Regions from separate parts of the Rattus norvegicus genome. Here region 1 is linked to region 2. Evidence: chromatin contacts called from public Hi-C data. All regions are on one chromosome and are shown on one strand. The core of a region is the stretch at or near the end of the contact, and the rest is flanking DNA. Distances in the headings are between cores, read along the strand shown. Region 1 overlaps Col4a3 (collagen type IV alpha 3 chain). Region 2 overlaps Col4a4 (collagen type IV alpha 4 chain).

Evidence for each region. A called contact is a pair of places that touch in the nucleus more often than the background predicts.
Region 1: a contact with region 2 is called in a Hi-C map of kidney, with 6 times the contacts expected there. The contact joins two enhancer-like sites. A contact is called at or near these places in 4 of 12 Hi-C or Micro-C datasets (the A7r5 cell line, hepatocytes, kidney and 1 more).

The regions. Positions count from the first base shown.
Region 1 is chr9:91,371,039-91,374,337 of GRCr8, forward strand. All of the region lies in intron 1 of Col4a3 (collagen type IV alpha 3 chain), which reads left to right. Among named protein-coding and RNA genes, the nearest start is that of Col4a3, 49 kb to the left of the region's middle. Within about 2 kb of position 1,818, at least 29 of the 93 cell types and tissues checked have an H3K27ac peak or open chromatin away from gene starts, as enhancers often do. A contact at or near this core is called in kidney, where this site is marked.
Region 2 is chr9:91,314,901-91,317,863 of GRCr8, forward strand. All of the region lies in intron 1 of Col4a4 (collagen type IV alpha 4 chain), which reads right to left. LOC120094721 (a long non-coding RNA gene) reads left to right here. Exons shown (of 3, transcript XR_005489243.2): 3 at 1-1,483. Among named protein-coding and RNA genes, the nearest start is that of Col4a4, 7.2 kb to the right of the region's middle. Within about 2 kb of position 1,536, at least 17 of the 93 cell types and tissues checked have an H3K27ac peak or open chromatin away from gene starts, as enhancers often do. A contact at or near this core is called in kidney, where this site is marked.

The sequences.
Region 1 (3,299 bases), core at 568-3,067, 56 kb after region 2:
AGCACACGGCTTTCGTGTATAGCATGATATACTTTTTTTTTTCTTTTTCTTTTTTTTCGGAGCTGGGGACCGAACCCAGGGCCTTGCGCTTGCTAGGCAAGAGCTCTACCACTGAGCTAAATCCCCAACCCCACATGATACACTTTAAAAGATTAAAGAGCATTGTTTAAAGTATTTTCTGAAAAAGCTAAGGAACCAGGATCCCCAGAAATCCAATTCTGAGTTTGGATTTTCTACTGCTTGGTGCATTCAAGGAGGTTTTGTTGTTTTTGGTTTTTGTTTTTGTTTTTGTTTCGTGAGGATTTACTGATTCCTGAAAACATTGTCAGTAACATGATAGATTTTCTTTTAATGGACCTAATAGTACCTTTCTTTTACCTCTTAAGAAAAAAAAAAAACTCTAACAGATGATAAAGCCCACAGAATTTCACAAGGAGAACTAAGGAGGAGAGAGAAAGCAGAATGATGGACCCCTAGACTAACCTGGATTGGCCAGTGAGACTTTCTCTAGGCTAAGGAAAATGAGAAAGAAACATCTGACACGTTGTACTACAGATTCTGCTCGCCCACCAAGAGTGCCTAAGATCAAGAAATCCAGTGACAGTCACTGATGCAAACATGGGAAGAATTTCAACTAGTTTAACCATTATGGAGATCGGCACAGAGGTTTGTCAACAATTAAAAACAGAACTACGGTAAGGAAGACCTACCCATGCCAATTCAGAGTGTATACTGCAAAGATTGCATGTCCTACCACACGTGGGCTTGCAGATCCGTGTCTACGGCTGCACAGCTTGAGATACCAAGGAAATAGAAAAGAGGGACGGACCCTGACAGGGTGGCGCACATCGGAATCATCTTGCATTGCACAAAGGGATTATATTCATCTGTGTAGAACATTGAAATCATGAAAATGGCAGGAAAAAGGATGGATCTAGAAAGCATTCTATTAACCAAAGCAACAGGCTCAGAAAGAAAAGCATCTACTGTTTTCTCTCATATGTAGACCTGAGTTGATATTGTTCATAAGCCTGAATGCAAGTGTGTGTGTGTGTGTGTGTGTGTGTGTGTGTGTGTGTGTGTGTGTGTGGGATATGGACATAAACCATGAAACTAGGAAGGAGCTCAGGAGAAGAGATTTGGGGAAAATGGTGAGACCTATAGGGTACAGGAGATGTGAGAGCAGAAAGTGGGGGGTGGGTAGGAGTAGACAGAGCAGTACTAGGAGAGGGAGGTGACAGAGGACAGGGAGGAAGGGACACGGAATCAACAAAGACGTTTGATTTAAAAAAAATCACTGCAAAATGTATGCTAGTTAGAAATTTTTAAAAATTGAAACTTAAAAAAAAATCTTATAACTTTTAGGGGAAAGAGAAGCTGGAGTCTGTAGTAACAACACACACCTCACTCCCTAGCAACAAGGAAGGCAGGACGAACATGTTTTTACCAAAGTGTTTGTTTTCCAAACACACGGGTGAACTCAGATAGCTACCTTCTTTGTCAGAATCAGTCATCTGCACTCTTGCTGTCAACCAGAAAATCCGAAGCGGGTGCCTGGGTTAGCTGTCTAGACTAGAGCTATCTCCCTGGGCAGGAGCTGAAAGATGGGAAGAGGGGCGGCTTCAGTGGTGATGGCTGTGGGCGGGACAGGCAGCCACTCTCTAGGTCCTTCTTTACCCAAGGGCAAGCTGCCAAGGCTCCGGGTCACTGGGCGGAGGCCACATTGCAGAGAACAGCTGGCGGGGGCCTGTCTGGCACCGCTTGGCTTGCACTTCCTCAGCTCTTCTTTTCACATACAAACCCCGTTGCCTCCGGCCATTGGCCGGGCTCAGAGACTGGGCAGGGTCAATAATTTTAATGCAGACTCAACAGCCCTGCTCAGTAGAGTGTGAATCAGCTTCGAAGATGCCAACTTCCCCTCCCACTGACCCAGGGTAGCTGGATGCTCAGAGAGACAGAGGCCACCTCCATATCACGAGCCAGCAGAAAATGAGGCATGCCGTGTTCAGAGACTAGGAGGACGATGGTCTGAAAATTCTTTTCTATTCATGAAAAGTAAAAATATATGTGTTAAGGGCCTTTCAATTAACAGTAAGAATGTATGCGGCTCATTAGATCTCTTGTTTATTATTTTGTCCCTTACGTGTATGACTGTGTGGGTGAGCACCACATGCTATGCCGTGCTGGCAGAAGACTGAAGAGAGTAGTGGGTCTCCTGGAGCTAGAGTTCTGAGTGGTTGTGAGCTGCCCAGCATGGATGCTGGACAGAGAACTCGAATCCTCTGGACGAGCAGCATGCACTCTTAACCACTCAACCATCCATAGGTGAACGCTGTGAGTGGGGGTCGAAACAGAGACCATCCAAGCTGCCTGCACAATAGCCGAGAAGCAATTGCCTCTTGTATATTGTCCGTGTGCTTTGCCACCAATCAGCATGAGCGTTGAATACCACAGAGATTTCTCTTTTATTAATTAATTTATTTATTTTACATCTCAATCAGAGCTTCCCCTCCCTCTCTCCTTCCAGTCCCTCCTTCTCATCAGCCCTTCACTCTATGCCCCGCCTCCTTTTCTCCTCAGAGAAGAGGAGACCTCCCATGGATGTCAAGATTCCCACTTGGCATATCAAATTGTAGAAGGCATATCAAGTTGTAGTAGGGCTAAGAGCCTCTTCTTCTATTGAGGCTAGACAAGGTTGTCCAGTTAGGGGAAAGGGAGCCAAAGGCAGGCAATGGAGTCAGAGACAGGCGCTGCTCCTGCTGTTAGCGGTCCCACGTGAGGACTAAGGTGTACACCTGTTACATATGTTAGCACAGAGATTTCTATCGAGCATTTTATTAAATAGATAAAATTTTATAGTATCATGTAGAAGTCATAGGTGGCTAATCAACTAACATACTTGGTGCGCTCTACGGGTCCTGCTGGCAGACGCTGTAATTCAGTTGTGGAATTAACAAAGAATTTTCAGTCTCATCTTTATTCTGGAAGTCAAGGCCAGTGCTCTGGCACTGGATAAACTCGGGAGGAAATGTCTGGAAGGAACATGGCAAGTTAAGACCGACTGAGGATAAGACCAGACAGTCACGTGGCTGTCCTTTGGCACAGAGTCTTGTGTTGAACAGAGAGAGGGGAAGTCCCCAATGCCTGAATCCTTACTGAGCGCACAGCCATCTGCGGCAGCCTTTGACTGATCCGTTTTCCTCAATGCAAACCACCACGAGGCGGATCTTTTCTCCTTTTATTCTTTGAGATCGTAACATAACTATATCATCTCTCGCCTCACTTTCCTCCCTCCAAAC
Region 2 (2,963 bases), core at 286-2,785:
TTTCTTTATGTTGAAGGTCTGCAAAATGCATTGTTGTGATGTTTCTTTTTTTTCCTTTTATTGGATTTTTTATTTACATTTTAAATGTTTAAATGTTTCCTGCTTTCCCCTCCAGAAACCTGCTATCCCATTCCCCCTCTCCCCCTGCTTCTAGAAGGGTGCTCCCTCACTCACCAACCCACACCCTCCCACATTCCCCTACACTGGGGCATTGAGCCTTGGCAGGACCAAGGGCCTCTCCTCCCATTGATGCCCGACAAGGCCATCCTCTGCTACATATGTGGATGGAGCCATAGGACCATCCCTATGTACTCTTGGGATGGTGGTTTAGTCCTGGGGAGCTCTGTGGGGGTCTGATTGGTTGATATTGTTGTTGTTGTTATGGGGTCACAAACCCCTTCAGCTCCTTCAGTCCTTTCTCTAACTCCTCCACTGGCAACCCCATTCTCAGTCCAGTGGTTGGCTGCGAGCATCCACCTCTGTATTTGTCATAATCTGGCAGAGCCTCTCAGGGACAACTAGATCAGGCTCCTGTCAGCCTGCATTGTCGTGTTTCTAAACAAACAGGGTATGGCTCTCTCCTGTCACTCAGAACGTCTCACTCTTGTCACCTAGGACCTACCACCCACTGACCAGCCTCTTTCCATCATCTCATTGTCTCTCGACTTTCCCGACCCCCACTTTCTGCCTCAAACATCTGTGAAATCCACTTCTTTCAGATGCCGTACACGAGTGTGGTAGAGCATGGCATGAGTGTTCCTGTCTGGCTTATTTTGCTTAGTATAATGAGCTCCATCCAGTCCCATTAATCTCATCTATTTAAGCTGACTTTACTCCAAGAAAACACACACACACACACACACACACACACACACACACACACACACGAAAAGGTTTATTTGAGTTCTTTAGCAAAAAAAAAAAATCACAGTTGACCTCATTGCACACAAGATTTTTCATGCGGGTCATGAATCTGTGTGGTCCAAAGACCCTCGGAATGTGGCTGCAGCTTCTTGTTCTCTGAGAGGGGAAAACTTGACAAGTGCTCAAGTACATTCTTGAGAGCTATCTACATTCCAGCTGGAACAGAATGCCCCTGGCCTGGAGCCAGCCCACCCCACCTCTCCTACCCCATAGACCTGGTTGGAGTGTATAAATGCTGCAGTCCTCAAATGACACTGGAAGTTGGGTCTGGTAAGCCAGAGCCAAGGGCTCCCTATCTCAGCTCACCCACTAGTTTGGCAACATGGGTTTCTATTATCACTTCCTTTCTGAGGTCTCCTCCCAGTATCAACAGAAAACTTGACAGTAACCACAATAATGTCACATCTAAAAACAATACGATACGTGCTATAAAAGTGCAGGGCTAGCCTTCAAAGTCACACTGGCTTCCTACCTCGAAGTTCAGGGTGGCATCTTAGTTCCTAATGCTCTCAGATGTGTTGCTGAAAGTGCTACACTCCGGCTTTCCCTTGTCTATTTCTCCCTGGCCCTGGCACTATGTTGATCTCAGCTCCCTGGACCTTTTAGGCTTCTGAGCTCTGCCTTTGGAATGAGCTTCCGGCAATAACATCAGCTGATTGCTTGGGCAGGGCTATCCCTCCGGGCAGTGGAAAGCCTCTGTGGTTCCTGAGTAGAGAAAGTCTGCTTCCCTGCAGGCCAGCCTACCGATCGATCGTGCACTCACCTAGTCAGGAGATGACTGTATAAAGGCTGTGGTTCAGATATTCATTACTACAGATGGTCAATGTGTTATGTAATTAAAATGTTCATAGTATTACTGTGCAAGTCTGTAATTCCCTTGGGTTCAGGATTTCTCAGGGTGGAATACAGATATCTGAGGGGCTCAAAGTGAGTCTGAATCAGTCAGTGCCCTGGGCAGTGCTTGATTCAGTAACTGTCCCCCACTCTCTTCCTTCCTCTTTCCCTTCCTTTATCCCTTCCTTCTTTACTCCCTTCTTTCCTTCCTAATTTGTAATAGAGACCAACTCCACACACACACTCACACACAATCTATCACCACCAAAACAAACCCACAAAACACACACACACACACACACACACACACACACACACACACACACACACTACCACCACCACAAAACAAAAACAACTTCCCAATATGTTGGGTATAAAAATAGAATGTGGAGGCAGAATAAAAAATTATTGGATTTAAGGAAAAGGAAGATCTGGGGGTACAGTTGCTTTTAGATGGAGAATGGGGAGTTGGGTAGCTGGTTGGTTAGTTAGGTAGTTATTTATTTAGTTAGTTAGTTGGCTAGTTAGTTGGTTGGTTGGTAAGAGATGGGATATTGTTATTATATCCAAGTTGATCTCAAACTCCTGAGATCATGTGGTCCTCCTGCCTCTATCTGCTACAGAGTTGAGTCTGTATGTCTGTGCTGCGGGTGGGGGTGAGGAACTTTTCAAACATCAAGGAAAGGTAATCATTCAGAGGGGTGACTCTTCAGTGAGTGTGGAACAAGAAAGCATACTGTGGGATACTTCTAGGTAGGATTACAGAGTTAGCTCATGCTGAAATATTACAGAAATAGCTCATCCTGAAAATACAAAGAGAAGACTTGGTAAGGGTCAGGGTGAGACTGCTCTCACGCCTGTCTTCTCTTACTCGCTGCACCACTTTCTCCTCTTTATCCTTCTTCTCCCTCCACCTTTCCTTCCCCTCTTCCATTTCTCCACCATCGTCACTCCCATCTACCCCACAAAAACAAATAACATGATCGGGACTGACTGAGGCTAAACGTACAGTAAGTTCTAGGCCTGTGTGCTCTGTGCAGACTTCATATGGTCCCTGAAAGTGTTTCAGGAAGTCGATCTCTGGGAAGAAAGACTTCAGGAGCACAGAAAATCAATGATAAATGGAGTGGCTCAAGGTCACAAGAACACACTGTTCCCTCTGAATCTCAGAAAGCTAGGGTCTTCCTGTACAGGCTTTTGCATTT